2 separate regions of the Oryctolagus cuniculus genome follow, and region 1 is linked to region 2. Evidence: chromatin contacts called from public Micro-C data. All regions are on one chromosome and are shown on one strand. Each heading gives the region's core, a stretch centred on a gene start, on an enhancer-like site or on the middle of the called end of the contact. The rest is flanking DNA. Distances are from core to core; before and after follow the strand shown.

Evidence for each region. A called contact is a pair of places that touch in the nucleus more often than the background predicts.
Region 1: a contact with region 2 is called in a Micro-C map of ear pinna, with 2.3 times the contacts expected there. The contact joins the promoter of EXOC4 here to the promoter of CHCHD3 in region 2. A contact is called at or near these places in 2 of 6 Hi-C or Micro-C datasets (ear pinna and an unstated tissue).

The regions. Positions count from the first base shown.
Region 1 is chr3:169,128,176-169,131,777 of mOryCun1.1, reverse strand. EXOC4 (exocyst complex component 4) reads right to left here and starts at 1,355. Exons shown (of 18, transcript XM_070071324.1): 1 at 1,198-1,355. The coding sequence starts at 1,283.
Region 2 is chr3:168,945,393-168,948,988 of mOryCun1.1, reverse strand. It overlaps CHCHD3 (coiled-coil-helix-coiled-coil-helix domain containing 3), which reads left to right and starts at 1,998. Exons shown (of 8, transcript XM_008258130.3): 1 at 1,998-2,260. The coding sequence starts at 2,180.

The DNA.
Region 1 (3,602 bases), core at 106-2,605, 180 kb before region 2:
GCATTTACTACGTATGCCGTAGGTGCCAGGCACCATACAAAGAAACGGCACAAAACACCTGTTGTTTAAGTGAATGTTGCCTAAAGCAAGTCCAAAAAGAAAGAAAATAAAGCCATGTATTATAATCCCGCAGGGGATTAGGCCTGGAATCTACAAATATTCTACCTACTGGTTTGTGCCTCTGAGACACATCTACACTCCCTGCGTTTTGTCACAGCATGAATGGCGCCTGCGGACCAAGAGAAGACTATTTCCCTTGTATGACACGACAAATACACAAAGTATTTCCAGACCGAGAAGCATTCCCGTAACCCTGGCAGAATACGGATAATAATGATTTAATAGGCTATGATCTGAATCTACAGTCCCCTTGGTAAGATCCAAGAGACCGGTTATCGGCCCACCAGTGGTGCGCTGCTTTAAGGTTCGTTCATCCCGAGAGCTTAGTACCTACCAGATACTGCTGGACCCTGAGTTTAAAAAAAAAATCAATATATTTGGGCAGCCCTCAAGAAGGCATAAACTTGGCACAGGTGGGGCATAGAGACGGGAGGGGTGTTTGTTTTAATGAAAAATATCTGCACTGAAATCCAAACGCCGACAGCGTAAAAAGAGTGTCATATACGTTTTATTCAGATTGGTCCTATCAGTTTCCACAAGGTTCCGCCACCTTCCATTTCCTTCTATTTTTAAAGGGGAAAAACCCGCGCAAGGTGCACCACCCCAACTCCACCCTAACACTCGCGGGTGAGGTGGGCAGGGGGGATGACTCGAAATTTATTTCGTTTCGGTTCTTTTAAGGAATTCACAGGGACCGGGCGGCGGGAAGGGGCAAAGCGAACATCACAAACAGGTGTGTGCCCGGCTTCCCGGGACGGACGCCCAGGACCCGGGCGCTTCCTGGGCGAGCGCTCCACACGCGTCCCCTCACCTGCTCCGCCCCGGCAAACCCCAACGGCGCGTGGGGCAGGCCCCGGGGGCCCTGGCCAGAGGCATCTGCCCTTACAGATGAGGCTGTGAGGTGGGGCTCCTCCCTCAGAGCCCAACCCGGGAGAGAAAGGTGGGACCACCGGGGCCTGGGGAGGCGAGGCGGAGAGGAAGGGTCGGCAGGGCGGGACCCAGCTGACCCTTCTCCCCTCCAAAGCGGAGATCGAGCCGCTGCTCCCGTCCCCTGACCCTGCCTCCGGCCTCCCTCACCTGATCACAGAGATGAGCAGCCCCGAGGGGTCTTTGCTTTTGCTGACAGTGCTTCTGTACTTCCCAGCAGCTGCGTCCGCCGCCATCTTGGTACGGGGCAAGCCGGTGGGCTCCAAGAGCCGGCGAACGTCAAGGCGGCATGTGACCCCCGCTGGAGTCCCCACCAATGGGAGAAGAGCAGTCCAGACACGGAAGTGGCGGTCTCACCAATGGAAGAACAGAATTCCGGAGCACGGAAGTAGGGGGTCCAATCGCTGGAAGGAGGAGGCGGGACCGAGGCCACAAGTTTGGAGGCCGCCCCGCGCGTGTTCCCGCTACGCTCTCGGGAACAGTAGTTTTCCTCCCGGTTCCTGGGCGTGTTTTCGGGTCGCTCGCTTTAAGAATGGTTTGGGGCTTATAATTGATCTGATGACGCCAACGTGTAGGTATGCGGTGTGTGTTTAAACGGAGCGCATTTATGCTTGATGCGTGATGTGCATGCTTTTACGGTAAATCCAATTAAGAATATGGACATGCTTTTCTTTAATAGTCAGACTGTTTCTACGTTCGTTTTATGTGTCAGTTTTTCCCAATGTTTCTGTATATCCTGAAAATCCTAAAAAAACACATGCAGGGACATGCAAGCGAATATTCAGAATATTCCGGCCGGCTCAGATCCTGGCGTTGGGGAGACGCAATCGCAGACCGTGAACCCCGGGCAGCTGGGAGCGGTTCTCCCTGATCCTGGCTTCTGCCAGGCTCAGCCGCAGGTGCAGCCACGTGGGGAGTGAACCAGCTCACTCTCTCTTCCATCACTAAAAGAAAAATTAGCTGGAGCCCGTGTGTGTATTCATACACTTCAGCTCAGTAACTCTGATACTAAAGACTTCTAAAGAGGCAGAGAGGTGGAAGTGTTTGAAACAGCACAGATATTAAATAAATTATGGAACATTCATGTAGCCACTAGAATCACAATTTTAATGGCTCTTAATGTAAGTTTTTTGGTAAAACTTAATGAAAGGCTTTTATGGTTTAAGTGCAAACAGCAGACTAGAGAAATAGAACTCACTTAAGCCTATTAATTTCCTAAGCAGATTGTATGAAAAAAAAAACAAAAAAGTACATGATCATGTCAGTTGATGCGCAAAAAAATAACTTTTGTCAAAATCCAACACCATTTCAAAGTGAAAACATTCATAAAACTAGGAATAGAATGCAACTTCTTAAAAAAAACTACAAAGGGAAGTTATTAAAAACCCACAGTGAACATTGTACTCAGTAATGAAAACGGAAGCTTTTACATTAGAATCAGGAACAAGACAAAAAAGTCCACTTTTGTCACGTTGATTCAATGAGTACTAGAAGTTAGAGCCCAAGCAATTAGGTAAGAAAAATTGTAAAGTGCACTCAAATTGGAAAGGAAGTAGTAAAATTATCTCTATTCTTAGATAACAAGATCTTATACACAGACTGTCTTAAAGAATACACACAAAAAACACTACAACTAAAAAGATTTCAGCAAGGTTGCAGAAACAAAATAATAATCAAAATTCATTGATGTTTCTATATATTACCAATAAAAGATCTAAAAAGCAAATTAATGCTTAGAAAAATATTTAAAGGGAGATGAAAAACTTGTACAATGAAAACTACAAAATATGACAAAGAAATTAAAGAATGGAAGAACTTCCCACGCCAAAACAATATTAATATGGCAAAACTCTCACTCCCTATAATAATTCAATGACCTTTTAAAAAAATTTTTAAGATTTGATTTATTTTATTTGAGAAGTAGAGTTAGAGAGAGAGAGAGGAAAAGACAGAAAAGTCTTCCATCTGCTGGTTCAGTCTCCAAATGTCCACAACAGCCAAAGCTGGGCCAATCCAAAGCCAGGAGCCAGTAGTTTCCTCGAGGTCTCCCATGCCGGGGCCGGGGCCCAAGCACTTGGGCCAACTTCCGCTGCTTTCCCAAGCCATATCAGAGAGCTGGATTGGAAGAGGAGCAGCCAGCACACGAACCATGCCCATGTGGGATGAGAGCACTATATGCAGAGGCTCAGCCCACTATGCCACAGCACCAGCCCCTAAATGACATTTTTTTAATGGAAAGGATAACCTTAAAATTCATATGGAAATGAAAAGGACACCAAATAGACATGGAACCTTTAAAAAGAACATATGTGGGAAACTTATACTTCCTGATTTTTGGAAAATTACCAAAAAACTTCACTAATCAAAGTAGGAAGCTACTAGAATAAGGGTAAACACATAAAAGGAATAAAATTGAGAAACTAGACATAAACCCATGCCTCTATAATCAATTTATTTCTAATGAGGGTACCAGGAAAAGAATAATGTTTTCAACAAATGGTTCTAGGAAAACTGGATGTCCATTTCAAAAAATGAATTTGAACCCCTACCTCACG
Region 2 (3,596 bases), core at 749-3,248:
AGCGGAAGAATGGCCCAAGTGTTTGGGCCTCTCATGTAGGGCTCCTGGCTCCTGGCTCCTGGCTTTTGCTTAGCCCAGCACTGGCCATTGTGACCACCTGGGGAATAAACCAACAGATGGAAGATCTCTGTCTCTCTCTATCTCTCTCTCTTTATCCCTCTCTCTCTGTCTCTGCAACTCTTTCAAATAAATAAACACAACTTTTTTAAAAAGGAAGAAAGATTTAAACATATTATGTAACTTGAGACCAAGTGAAGAGTAGCAAATCATCTCAAAACTGCAACATAACAGTGTAATTTGGATTCTATGTGTTGGAAAGAACATGCTGATGATAAGATGATGTGATGGAGTCAATACCCATGTAATGGACCAGAGATACAGAAATTAAGGGCATGGTTTCTTCCTCTAGTATCTGATATAGCACCTGGGAAGCCTGCGTCCTAGGTTGGAGTGCCTTACTGGAGTTCTGATATTTCACTGCCAATTAGCTTCCTGCTGTTGTGGATCCTGAGGCAGAGGGTGATGGCTTGGGTACTTGGGTCCCTGCCATCCACAGGGGAGACCTGAATTGAGTTCCAGCCCCCTGGCCTGAGCCTAGCCCATCCCTGGCTTTTGCAGGCAAGTGGGAGTGAGCCAGTGGATGGAAGATCTTTCTGTCTCTGTCTTTGCTTCTGCCTTTCAAACAAAGAGAAAATGAATAAGTGATAAATTATTATTGTTGATGTCTGACACACAAGGTGTCATGGCCTGCTGTTGATAATGTTGAAAGCGGCCACCTGAAGGTAGTGCATATTTTCATTACTTTTGTAAGGACAAGGGTCATGGGGCCAGCACTGTGCCACACCAGGTGCTAGTTTGAGTCCTGGCTGGTCCACTTCCAAACAGCTCCCTGCTGATGGGCCTGGGAAAGCAGCAGAAGGTGACCCAAGTCCTTGGGCCCCTGCACCCACATGGGAGACCTGGAAGAAGCTCCTGGCTCCTGGCTTTGGTCTGGCTGAGCCCTGGCCATTGCAGCCATCTGGGGAGTGAACTAGCACATGGAAGACATTTCTCTCTCTCTCTCTCTCTCGTTCTCACTCTCGCTCTCTCCCTCTACCTCTTTGTAATTCTTGCCTTTCAAATAAATAAATAAATAAATCTTAAAAAAAGAACTAGGGTCGTATGGCTAATGTGGAGCAAAGTGTTAAGCAAAAAAATTGTAAGGATGTAGGTGGAACTTGAAAATTGTTTACTGGTCTTGTAGAAATGAAATACTCTAGTGAACCAGAAACTTTCCAAGATGGATTCTCTCAACTTTGCCTGCTGTGGTTTCCATAGTCCCACTAACTTATACTATTCTTCTCTTCGTAACTGTGTTATGGTCCAAGGTATATAACAGAAGTGGAAGGAGACACAAACTTGGAAACCGAATTCCGTATACGGAGTATAATGTACTTTTCGTGTTTTCTCATTTGTAGATTTTATAACGACAGCATTTAAGTTTTCACTTTACAAGAAGAAATCAAACATCTACATAGTTTATGAAATGGGGATACAGGAAAATGCATTTTTTTTAATGACTCAGACTAAAATAATGAGCTGCTAACTTCTACTTCAGGGATTTGTATTTACAGGAAGCTGTGCATCTCCCCCATGAACCTGAGATCCGTTAAGAACGAGCTTGCGTCTTTGACCTCACTCTGCTGAGTTTTCAGGATAACGTCTTCAAAGCATGCTTGAGCGATGATTGCACTTCTTCCAAGCTGCCCAGAGAGCAACCCCTTCTGGAGGGAAAGACTACAACTCCCAGCATGCCTTGCGTCCTCCGGGACGAGGCAAGAGAGTCCCACCACCCCTCGTGCCCGATAGGGACTACAATTCCCACTTCACCCGGGAGCTCCGGAAACTTGTCAAACAGCACCTGTTGCCATAGCATCCGGGTCCAGGCCAGCCAATTCCAGCACCCTCCGCCGAGTGGAGGCGGGCCCTTCGCGGCTCTGACCAATCGGAGGTGTAGCTGTTTCGGCACGTGACCGGAGGAGGCGGGAACTCAGACCGGCGCCTTCTCCTTGCTCCTTGGGGTCGTGGCCTTGCTCCCGTGCAGCCCGGGAAGGGTCCCGGCACGTTGGCGCGCGTGTGCGCGGAGTTGTGAAGCGCTCGTGGTCCGTGCTGGATCCGTGCAGGAGCGGGGTCAGGAGCCATGGGCGGGACCGCCAGCACCCGCCGGGTCACCTTCGAGGCGGACGAGAATGAGAACATCACCGTGGTGAAGGGCATCCGGGTGAGTTCCGGCGGGCGGGCGGCCCACGGCTCGGACCCCTGCCCTGCGTTTCCTGGACCCGCTCTGCTGCCCGCTGCTCGGACCCCCAGCCAGGCCTTCCCTGCACCTCACCGGCCCGAAGCCGGCCTTGGGGAGGATGCGGGAGTTTGACTTCTCCGGGCGTTCGTGCAGAGGCCCTGGGCCGGGTGAGGGGTGCAGTGCGGGGCGGCCGCGGCGCGCCGGGTGCCCCGAGACCCTCCGCTGGCCTTGCCCTGCTCGGCGGTCTCGGGGGCTTCCTCGCTGCCCCTCGCCGCCCTGGCCCCGTCTGTGCAGCGGGTCCGGTGTCACTCCCCTTGGCTCGGGGCCCGCAGCCCGCTTTCCCGCGGGCACAGGCTCCCTCCCCGGGTGCGCTGCCGCCGCCGGCTCGCCTGCCTCGGCTTCCAGTCCTTCCTTGAGCGCGCTCCCACCGGGGCCACCCCTTGCCCTGGCTCGCGCCTCCGCCGCCCCCGCCGCTTCCCGTTCTCTCGGTCTCTGCGCTTTCCCGGGCGCTGCCTCTGTGACCTGTGGCTCCCGGGACTGGTGCCTGCCGGCCGGGCCCGGGCTGGGATAGGCCTGCGAGGTTTCAGAGCTCTGAGAGGTGATAGCGAGTTCTCTTACGCCCTCTCCACGTACTTGGCGCCTGAACTCAAACTTGACTTTGCTCCAGGGAGTCAGCACACCAGCACTCACTTCACTTAACACGCTCTCCGCTGCAAGGACCAGCCTGCATCCGGGAAATAAAGCCATGTGGACTTCAGGGTGTCTTAAGATACTTTGTATTTTCCCTCCCCTGCTGTCCTGTCACACAACCAGTCTCAATGAATGTATTTACTGTTGTGTTACCGGGAAATAAAACTTACTAAATACGCACAGTGTTGAACTCTTTTTGGTCTGTGACCAAGGTTTCTTGATTCATTAACAACAGTGCTGCATTTTGCGATATAGCATCTGAGGCTGCATTCTTGTGTTCTTGGTGGTTTAGTTGCTCCTCCTTGGAGTACAATAAAAAGGACTGGAAACTCTGAGTTTTATGCAGAGATTTAAAAAAAAAATCTTGCCTTTAGGCTGTGGGTGTTCCACCTCTGAGGGTGAAAGAGGAAAGGCAGCACAAGATAAGTTTTAGGTGAGAAGATTTTAGTTAGGAAAATGTGTGTCACTCTAACACAGACACAGGGGGACAGCAGACAGAACTGGCGGCGAGTCTGGCCACAGCTCAGAGATGCCTAGCGAGTATGAAGATGGAGGAAGGTGGCAGTGGGGATGTGTGTTCTCCTGAAATGGAAAGGTGCTCTAAAAATCTGCGTTTCAGAACTTGAAG